Linked DNA regions of Mus musculus: region 2 is linked to region 1. A link is a contact called in public promoter capture Hi-C data. All regions are on one chromosome and are shown on one strand. The core of a region is the stretch at or near the end of the contact, and the rest is flanking DNA. Distances in the headings are between cores, read along the strand shown.

Region 1 (3,918 bases), core at 839-3,338:
ATCACATTTAAAACAAAAACAGAAACAGAAAACTCAACTGCTGAGCAGACCATAAAGTAAACTTACACAATATCCAACTTGTGTGAAATTCTAGAACTTCCCTTCTGCCCCACCCCCATGATCCCCACCCATGTACAAGGGTTCCAGGTTTTTATCAGCACTGATTCAACAGTATGTTTACAAGCATTTCAGTGGGATTCAGTGGTATACAGCTTTCTGACCTCTGCCATTACTTAAAGTAAAATACTAATGGCTGAGACTATTAGGGAAGGGACCATAGAAGAAAAGAGAAAGAAAAACAAGAGAAAGAAAAATAAATAAATTAATAGGATCATAGGAATAAGTTCAGCATTATTTAACAAATGATACATAAAACATGTTTGTCTGGGGGCAGGGGGGCTTTTCTGTACTCAGAAGCAGACAGTACTGCTTAGATCTGGTGTTTTGCTGAAGTGAAATTGTGTGTTCCTTAAAGGGGGAAATAACTTCAGAGGAGGAGGGACCAAAAGCCTAGAGCTGTATTCTTTTTTATATTCTCTTAAAAACAGCACTGCATGGCCCTCAAAATGAGCACCACCAGCATTTCTAGCCAGTTTAAAGAGCAAAATATAGCTGGGTGGTGGTGCACACCTGTGATTCCAGCACTAAGAAGGTAGAGAGAAGCAGGGGGATCCCTGAGTTGGTGCGGATCTGGTCTACACAGCAAGTACCAGAACAGCCAAGGATACATAGTGAAACTTTGTCTAGAAAAAAAACCCAACCAACCATAAAAAAAAGAAGAAAAGAAGAAAAGAAGAAGAAGAAGAAGAAGAAGAAGAAGAAGAAGAAGAAGAAGAAGAAGAAAGCAAAATGTAGTTTAGAAAAGAAAGTGCTATGCAATAAAATGTAATTGGTAATGTGAGAGTCAGATTTACCTACTTCGTTTCTTAAAAGGAAGGGTTGTGTCTTTATGACCAGCTGTACAGGGACTTCAGTTATTCTCAGCATAGGCTAAATATGTAGCAAAATGATTTTGAAGCTTCAAATCTCATCGAATGCCAATAGTTTTAAATTGGTAATGCTCCAAATGTCTTATACAGTTTCCTTGTGTTTGAGCCAGTCAATTCAACACACATTCTGAACACATTCCTGACAGTTGTAAAGTAGAAAGGAAATATTCTAACAACTTACAAAGTTCCTATACTCGTTGAAAACTGACTATGAATTTGCCTCCTGCTGCAATAGACGTTGCCTGGTGAGTTAGAGTTTTAGCAATGCCATATATTCAACAGCAATGATACAACATTGGTAAAAACTGGTATCAAAATGCCAAGCATCAAACTGGAAAACTCAAACTCGGTAAAATGTAAAGCTTGAGGTTCAGCCAAGCATTCCTGGGAACACAGGCAAAAACCCCAGCAATCTCCTTCTAAGAACGCGACTGAAATAAAACTCTAGCTGGCAATCTCTGAGCCTGTCAATATGGGTTGAAATTTCTAGAAAAGTTGCCCAACAAGAAGCGTGGCCCGAGCCAGGAAACATCACTAACCGCCTCCCAAAAGGACAGCAAAGACCGCACAGGATGCTGCACGGTTCTTGGACTTGGCAACACCGGGCCAGGAGGGTGTGGACCCGCCAGACAAGGTCGGTTCCGCGAAGCCAGCGCCCCAGCCCTCGGCTCACCGGGGGTTAGCCTGGGGTGCTCCCTCCCACGACCACGGCTCGCATACCGCGCAGGCGCCCCTCCACCTCCGACTCCGGAGCCTTCGGGACTGGCCGTCGCCCCTCGCCGTGCCCACAACCCCGCGCGCGAGGCCACCCAGCGCCAGCAAGGACGGCGTTCCCCTTCAGCTAGTCCGTCCGCAGCTACCCAGTTCTGTCTAGCCCAGAGCCTCCGGCCCTCGCTCCGCTCCTCCCGGGACAAAACCGCCCCGCCACGTCCGCAACATCCCCGCCCCTTCCCTAGGCCGGGCCCCCGCAGCCTTACCCCGAACCCAACAAGCACAAGCCTAGAAATAGCAACTCCGACTCCAGGCGACTGAGTGACTGATAGGCGGCAGCACGTTCACGACACTTTCACGATTGCCGTAAAGAGGGGGGACTCAGAAAAGGTTGAGGCGCGCCTCCGAGCTACTCGGGAGCGCGCCCCGGGGCTCCGCCCAGGCTCCTACAGTGGGCCTGTTCTGCACTTTGAGGCTGGAGCTGGCTGGTCGGGGACAGGAAAGAAGGTGAGTGGGAGGGGGAAAAGTGCCTGGCCTGGCGCTCGGCAGGTTTTCTACTTGGGTGCTGTGTCGAAGTGTGGTTCGCAAGCCAAGAGCGAGGGCACAACGCGAGCCCCCTTGGTCCCACGGGCGCGCGAGCCACGCGAACCTCGGTAGCTTCACCTGGTTCCGTGAACTTCGTGACACCCACGACTAGAGTCGCGAGCCAGCTCCGGGAACCCACGAATCACGGGAGATGACAACTAGGCTGAGGTCTCCGCGTCCTACTTTTTCTCTTCTTTAGTACCTCTACCACCACTTCATCCCAAGCGATGCGTCGTGCCAAGCATGGTGTCCCTTATATTTTTCTGGTGCCAGGGACAGTGAAACTCTTGTACTACAAGACTTAGGAGTGTGTGTGCAAGGGGTTGCTTTTGTTGAATCAACTAAGGAAACCTTTGCCCTAATACCCTTTGTCATCCCTGTGCCCTTATTTCTACTTGGTTGGGGCTGAGGAAGTTCAAAACTGAGACCAGTGGTGACCTTGTGTTTACACAGAGCTCTGTCTCCACCCCATGATTGTGTTTCAAAGGGAGTGGTCCCTAGTTGAAAGGAAATCACAAGTCCTGGGAATCCTAACAGCTGCTTTCCTTTGTAAAGCACTGAGACAGGAATAAGTTTTCCAGCTTTCCCAATTTTAATTTACATACCGAATGCAACATTTTTTTAATCTATCGGGGCTGCGTTATCAAATTTTAATTTATTGGCAGTGAAACTAGATGCTTTGAGATTAGCCATTGGAAAATGTTACATTTGTCAAGAGGCCATATTAGAATTTAGGAAAATAGTCCTTGTTATGCTTTGTTTGTGGCCTGATATTTCTATTCGCCTCTGAAAAAAACCTGGGGCCACCTGTTCATTCACTTGGAACATCCAGAGTTTACACTTTTGTTATTCTTTAGTTATTACCACTTAGAAGAGACAACATTAAAAAGGTTCTTTTTATTACCAGTGGCTTTTAAATGCTTATGAAAATAAAAAATGTAACTGGATTTCTGACTCATGGAGCTTCAAAGTAAGCAGAGGAGATGGGTAAGAGATGCAAAAAAATTTGTTAAATATCCTTACTGTTGTGTGAAGTTTTCTTATATATTTTTAAGTCATCTTAAAGCTTTCTTTTTTGGTTCTGGAAATTGAACTTAAGGCCTCTTGTTTGCTATGCAAACACTCTTTAAAAGGGTTCTTGAATGCTTTGACCCATAAAATAGTTAAACATTACACTCGTAATCCTGTTGGTCTGAGACTGCTCTCACGTTTCCTTTTTGGAGGGGAAGGCACTGGACAGTTGTTAGTCTTCCATGTTACTCTTCCTGTCTACTTTGGTTTCTCACTTGTCTCCGAAAGACTCTTAACAATATTTTAAGCCCTGCCTTGCTTCTAAGCAGTCAGTTTAAACAGCTAGAATCTTCAAAGCCTAAACACATACAAGTATTTAATACCTCAAAAAAATTATATGCAGCCATGTATGGGTAGTTATGACTGCAATTTATGAATTGTTATAGTATTTTATACTTATATTTCACATAGAATACTACATCCCAGAAATTTGAAATTTGCCTGAAACTCAATAATTAGAAAGTGTTAATTATGGATTTTTTTAAAAAAAGATAACATCCAGGGGTTAGGGAAATGCTGTGCCAAACAATAAGAAAATTGACTTCCTACAATTAAAACTTTT
Region 2 (3,918 bases), core at 877-3,376, 2.4 Mb after region 1:
AAAAATGCTTAGTCCATGGGGCATCTCCCACCCCCCCATTTTAGTTTTAAAAATGAATTTAAACATACTTTCTAATATAATAAGTTTTTCAGAATACATTTGAAATTAAGTTGAAATATTAGTCTCTATTTTAAAACAACCTGTCACAAAGGTACAGGGACCCAAATTTTCAAAGTTAACTGCATCCACAATCATCACTCACCATGCTGCATCCACACTGAAAAGGCCTTACCTTTTAAAAGCTAGTTTAAAAAAACTACTTCATAGTATTAGTTACACCTACTTAATAGCTTTTGTAAAAGAACACCAAGAGTACGTGTATATTTTATATATACAAAGTTAAAAGGTTTGTCTATAAAAAGCAATTAGTACCTCAAAAATCTCTCATTAACCTGAACAAGTGGCTGGGAGAAAAGTAGGTAAAATATACAGAATCTCTTTTCGTTAACATCTCCACGTGTATGTCAAGACAAGAAAAATTGGATGTGTTTTACTTTACATGCTCTAGCGAAAATGCTTGAAGACATGAAGACTATTAATACTCATTAAAATATAAATTAACCTCGGAGGCCTGGAAGGTTATTTTTTAAACTACCTAATTTGTAGGGAAGTGGAGACTCTAGTTAGTGAGACCAAAATCAATGGCCCAACACCAAACCGGTAAAAATAAACCTAATTAGCCATTCATTTAACCAGGGAAATGCATTTATTGGCGATTGAGCATGATTAATAGTGCATACCTCTACCTGCGACCCTGGGCTGCTCCGAGCCTCGCTGCAAGACTGAGTCAATCCTGCTAACGAAACAAGAACTGAGACAAGAGTGCAGTGAGGAGGCGCCAGGTGAGCTCCCCAGCACAGCCAAGCCAGCACCGACCCTGCCGCAGAAAGAAGCCCAGGGCCCAGAGCATTCTAATTATGCCCAACGCACAGGTGGCTGACACCTTCGACTCCTGACTTCCTGCTGGGAAAAATTTCCAGGCCTTCTGTACACCTCTTTTGCCCTGGCACTCCACGCCACCCTCAACCCTCCCGGCCCACCCGACACACTCACTGGCCAATTTCTGTCGGGATTGGAGAGCTTAACGAAGAGCACGAGGCCGACATTGAAGTAATTACTTCAGTAATTCCGCTGGCCCGGGGGGCAGCGGCAGAAGCACCGAGTTAGTGCTTAGTCGACACAGGTAAAAAGGAGTCATTTTTTTAAAAAATGGTGAACTTGGACAGGCTTCTGGTATTACTTTTCTCCTCTCCCCTAGAGTTCTTGCCCAACAGCTCCCTAGGGATAGGCAGGAGGTTGGGGTAGGTTAAAGATCGATTGTGGCGGGCTCGCCCGGCTATTAAAACAAAACAAAAAAAACAAAACCTGAAAAGGAAAAAAAGAGGGCGGCCCTAGCCCGACCCGTCCCAAACCAGCCCCAAGCTTCACTTCTCCCTCCGCCAACTTTCCCCCTCCCCCAAATCCGCGGGTCTCAGGAGGGAGGGAAAGGGGGTGCATCCACGGTATCCGACACCCCGCTCTGGCGAACTTACCCCCGACACGCGGCCTAGAGGATGCGTACCTTAAAGTAGATCTCGTCCACCACCTCGTGGTAGGTCTTGAGCTCGTAGAGCTGCACTTTGAAGTAAGGCGACGACAGGATGTTGGTGAGGATCATGGGGTTGAGGTTCATGGTCTTCTCGTTGCCCCACAGCGGCAGCACATTGCCCTGCTTGCCCGACACCGCCGGCTTGGTGGCGCCGCCGCCGCCGCCACATTGCTGCTGCTGCTGGGTCACGGCCGCGGCCGCCTGGTGCTGCGGTTGCGAGTTGCCGGTCAGCGCGGGGCTGTTGTTGGCCATGGTGCCGCGGCAGGAAGGAAGGAGGGCGGGCGGGAGGAGGGAGGCCAAGCTCGATCGCGCTCTTCGGGACAACGGTCCCGGACCTACTCCATGGAAGGCCGTCGGGGCAAGGAGCCCGCCGCGTTGTGCCCCAGCCGAGCGGGAAACTGCAACTGGGACGCCGACACACGGGAGCCCGGGCCCGAGACGGACGCCAAAAACGAGGCGGGGAGAACTCCGGACGCAAAGCAGAACGGGCAGCAGAGGAGCTCGATCTCTTCCGCCAACTGCCCCTGGGAACAAGATGGCGGGGCCAGCGGAAGTGACGCCATACGCCCGGGCGTTCGAGCTAAGGCCGTGGCCAATCAGAGCCGCCCGTGTGTGCAGGCTATTCCTCTTCCTGGTTGCGCGAGGTCGTTGCGTGTTGGCTCGGCTCCGGTGGTCTGTGTGCCGGGCTGGTGGCTTCCTCCTGGGACTTTGGCCCAGGGGGAAGGGGGTCTGGACACAGTTGCTATGTTTTAGAGTTTGCATCCGTTGCTTGATTTTTCTCGAGGCAGGAAGAGGGTCTCGTGACACTTGTGTTCTGGACGGATGCGTGACTGCTCCTGCGGAGCGGTCGAAGTCTCATGAGTTAATTTTGTTAGATTCTCCAGAAAGGACTAGAGTCAGGGAATTGACTCCGATAGAGTCCTTGAGGCTTTCGCAGAGGTAATAGTGTCCTACCGGAAGTCGTAGACGGCCCCAAATTTTTTTTCTCCTAAGATTAGGATAATATTTTAACTGGGTTGTGAGCTTTAAAGAAAGTACTCTCAACTGGGTGTGGTGGCGCCCGCTTTATTTCCAGTGCTGGGGAGGAAGGGGCAGACGGGTCTGTGATTCTGAAGCCAAGTTCCATAGACATCCAATCTCAAAATAACAAAAAACATAAAATCTGCTACCCTACGTGGAGTGCTTCCATTGACTCACCTTTTTTTTTTTTTTTTTTTTTTTTTTAATTTTCAATTAGGGTCTCACACTATAGCTGAGGCTAGCATGTAGCTCAGGCTGGCCTCAAACACAAGACAATCTTTACGCCACAGCCTTCGAGATACTGGGATTTTGGGTCCTGAGCTACCACATGTAGTGAGATGCTAGTTCTATGGTACCGCTGCACTGGGCTAGGCCTTAGAAAAGGGAGTGAGGAATGGAGATGGAGAAAAGGTGGGAAAGTAATCAGGGTATCTGTTCTCAAAGGTACTAATAATTTAAGATTAATAGTGTTTGAGAGTTAAGAGGCTGCTGGAGCCTTTGACCATCATCTACTATTTACCATCTAATAAGCCTGATTTGAGCAAAGAATGGCTTAAGCATAGAAAGCAAAATCAGGCTTAGAGATGGAAAATAGCACAGTTGGCAAGAAGCTGGGAGCTGTGCTTCGTGGGGAGTAGTGGCAATAAAATGTCTGTAATGTGTGGATGAAACATTAGGAACTTAATGCTTACCAAAGGCTACCCCACATCCTTATAGTGTGTGTGTATTTAAATCAGGCTAGGTTGGTTTTGATGGCTACGTCTGAAAGGAAATTTACATTCCAGAGACTGAGGCAGAACAATCAAGAGGCCAAGACTAGACTGGTATAATAATCTGACTTAAAAAAAAATCAGGCTATTGGTGTAGTTTAATGGTAGACGAGGTGCCTAGCTAGCATGGGCAACGTTGGTTTAATCCCAACAGAAACGTGTTTTCCTGTGCTCATTCATGGATATGAGCATTAGGGGCTGAGGATGTTCCTCAAAGGTAGAGACTTCATTAGCAAGCAAGAGTTTCAGCCCTATCACTGGAAAAAAGAAAAATAGTTCATATGCATAATTTTAAATATGACCTTGACGTCTACTTTGTATTGCTTGCATTATTTCTGGCTTCAGTCCATTCTTCAGCAATGGCCAGAATAATTCCATTAGTGCTCCTCTGCTCCTGAATGCCATGAGGTGAGCAGCCTGCCGTGCGAATCGCCAAACTCCAATCGTTGGTCGCATACTGTCGTCCTTTCCTGGAAACTTTTGGGTTCGGAAGTTTCCGAGCAGATCTTAGTTTCAGCAGCACATACAGAGACTGAAACG

The links. Promoter capture Hi-C pulls out the DNA fragments that hold promoters and counts their contacts.
Region 2: a promoter capture Hi-C map of pre-B cells shows a contact between it and region 1, with 2.7 times the contacts expected there. The contact joins the promoter of Prpf38b here to the promoter of Cept1 in region 1. A contact is called at or near these places in 2 of 39 promoter capture datasets (liver and pre-B cells).

Annotation. Positions count from the first base shown.
Region 1 is chr3:106,545,714-106,549,631 of GRCm38.p6, forward strand. It overlaps Cept1 (choline/ethanolaminephosphotransferase 1), which reads right to left and starts at 2,089. Exons shown (of 9, transcript NM_133869.4): 1 at 1,967-2,089. Dram2 (DNA-damage regulated autophagy modulator 2) reads left to right here and starts at 2,085. Exons shown (of 9, transcript NM_026013.3): 1 at 2,085-2,207.
Region 2 is chr3:108,909,603-108,913,520 of GRCm38.p6, forward strand. Prpf38b (PRP38 pre-mRNA processing factor 38 (yeast) domain containing B) reads right to left here and starts at 2,127. Exons shown (of 6, transcript NM_025845.3): 1 at 1,562-2,127. The coding sequence starts at 1,840.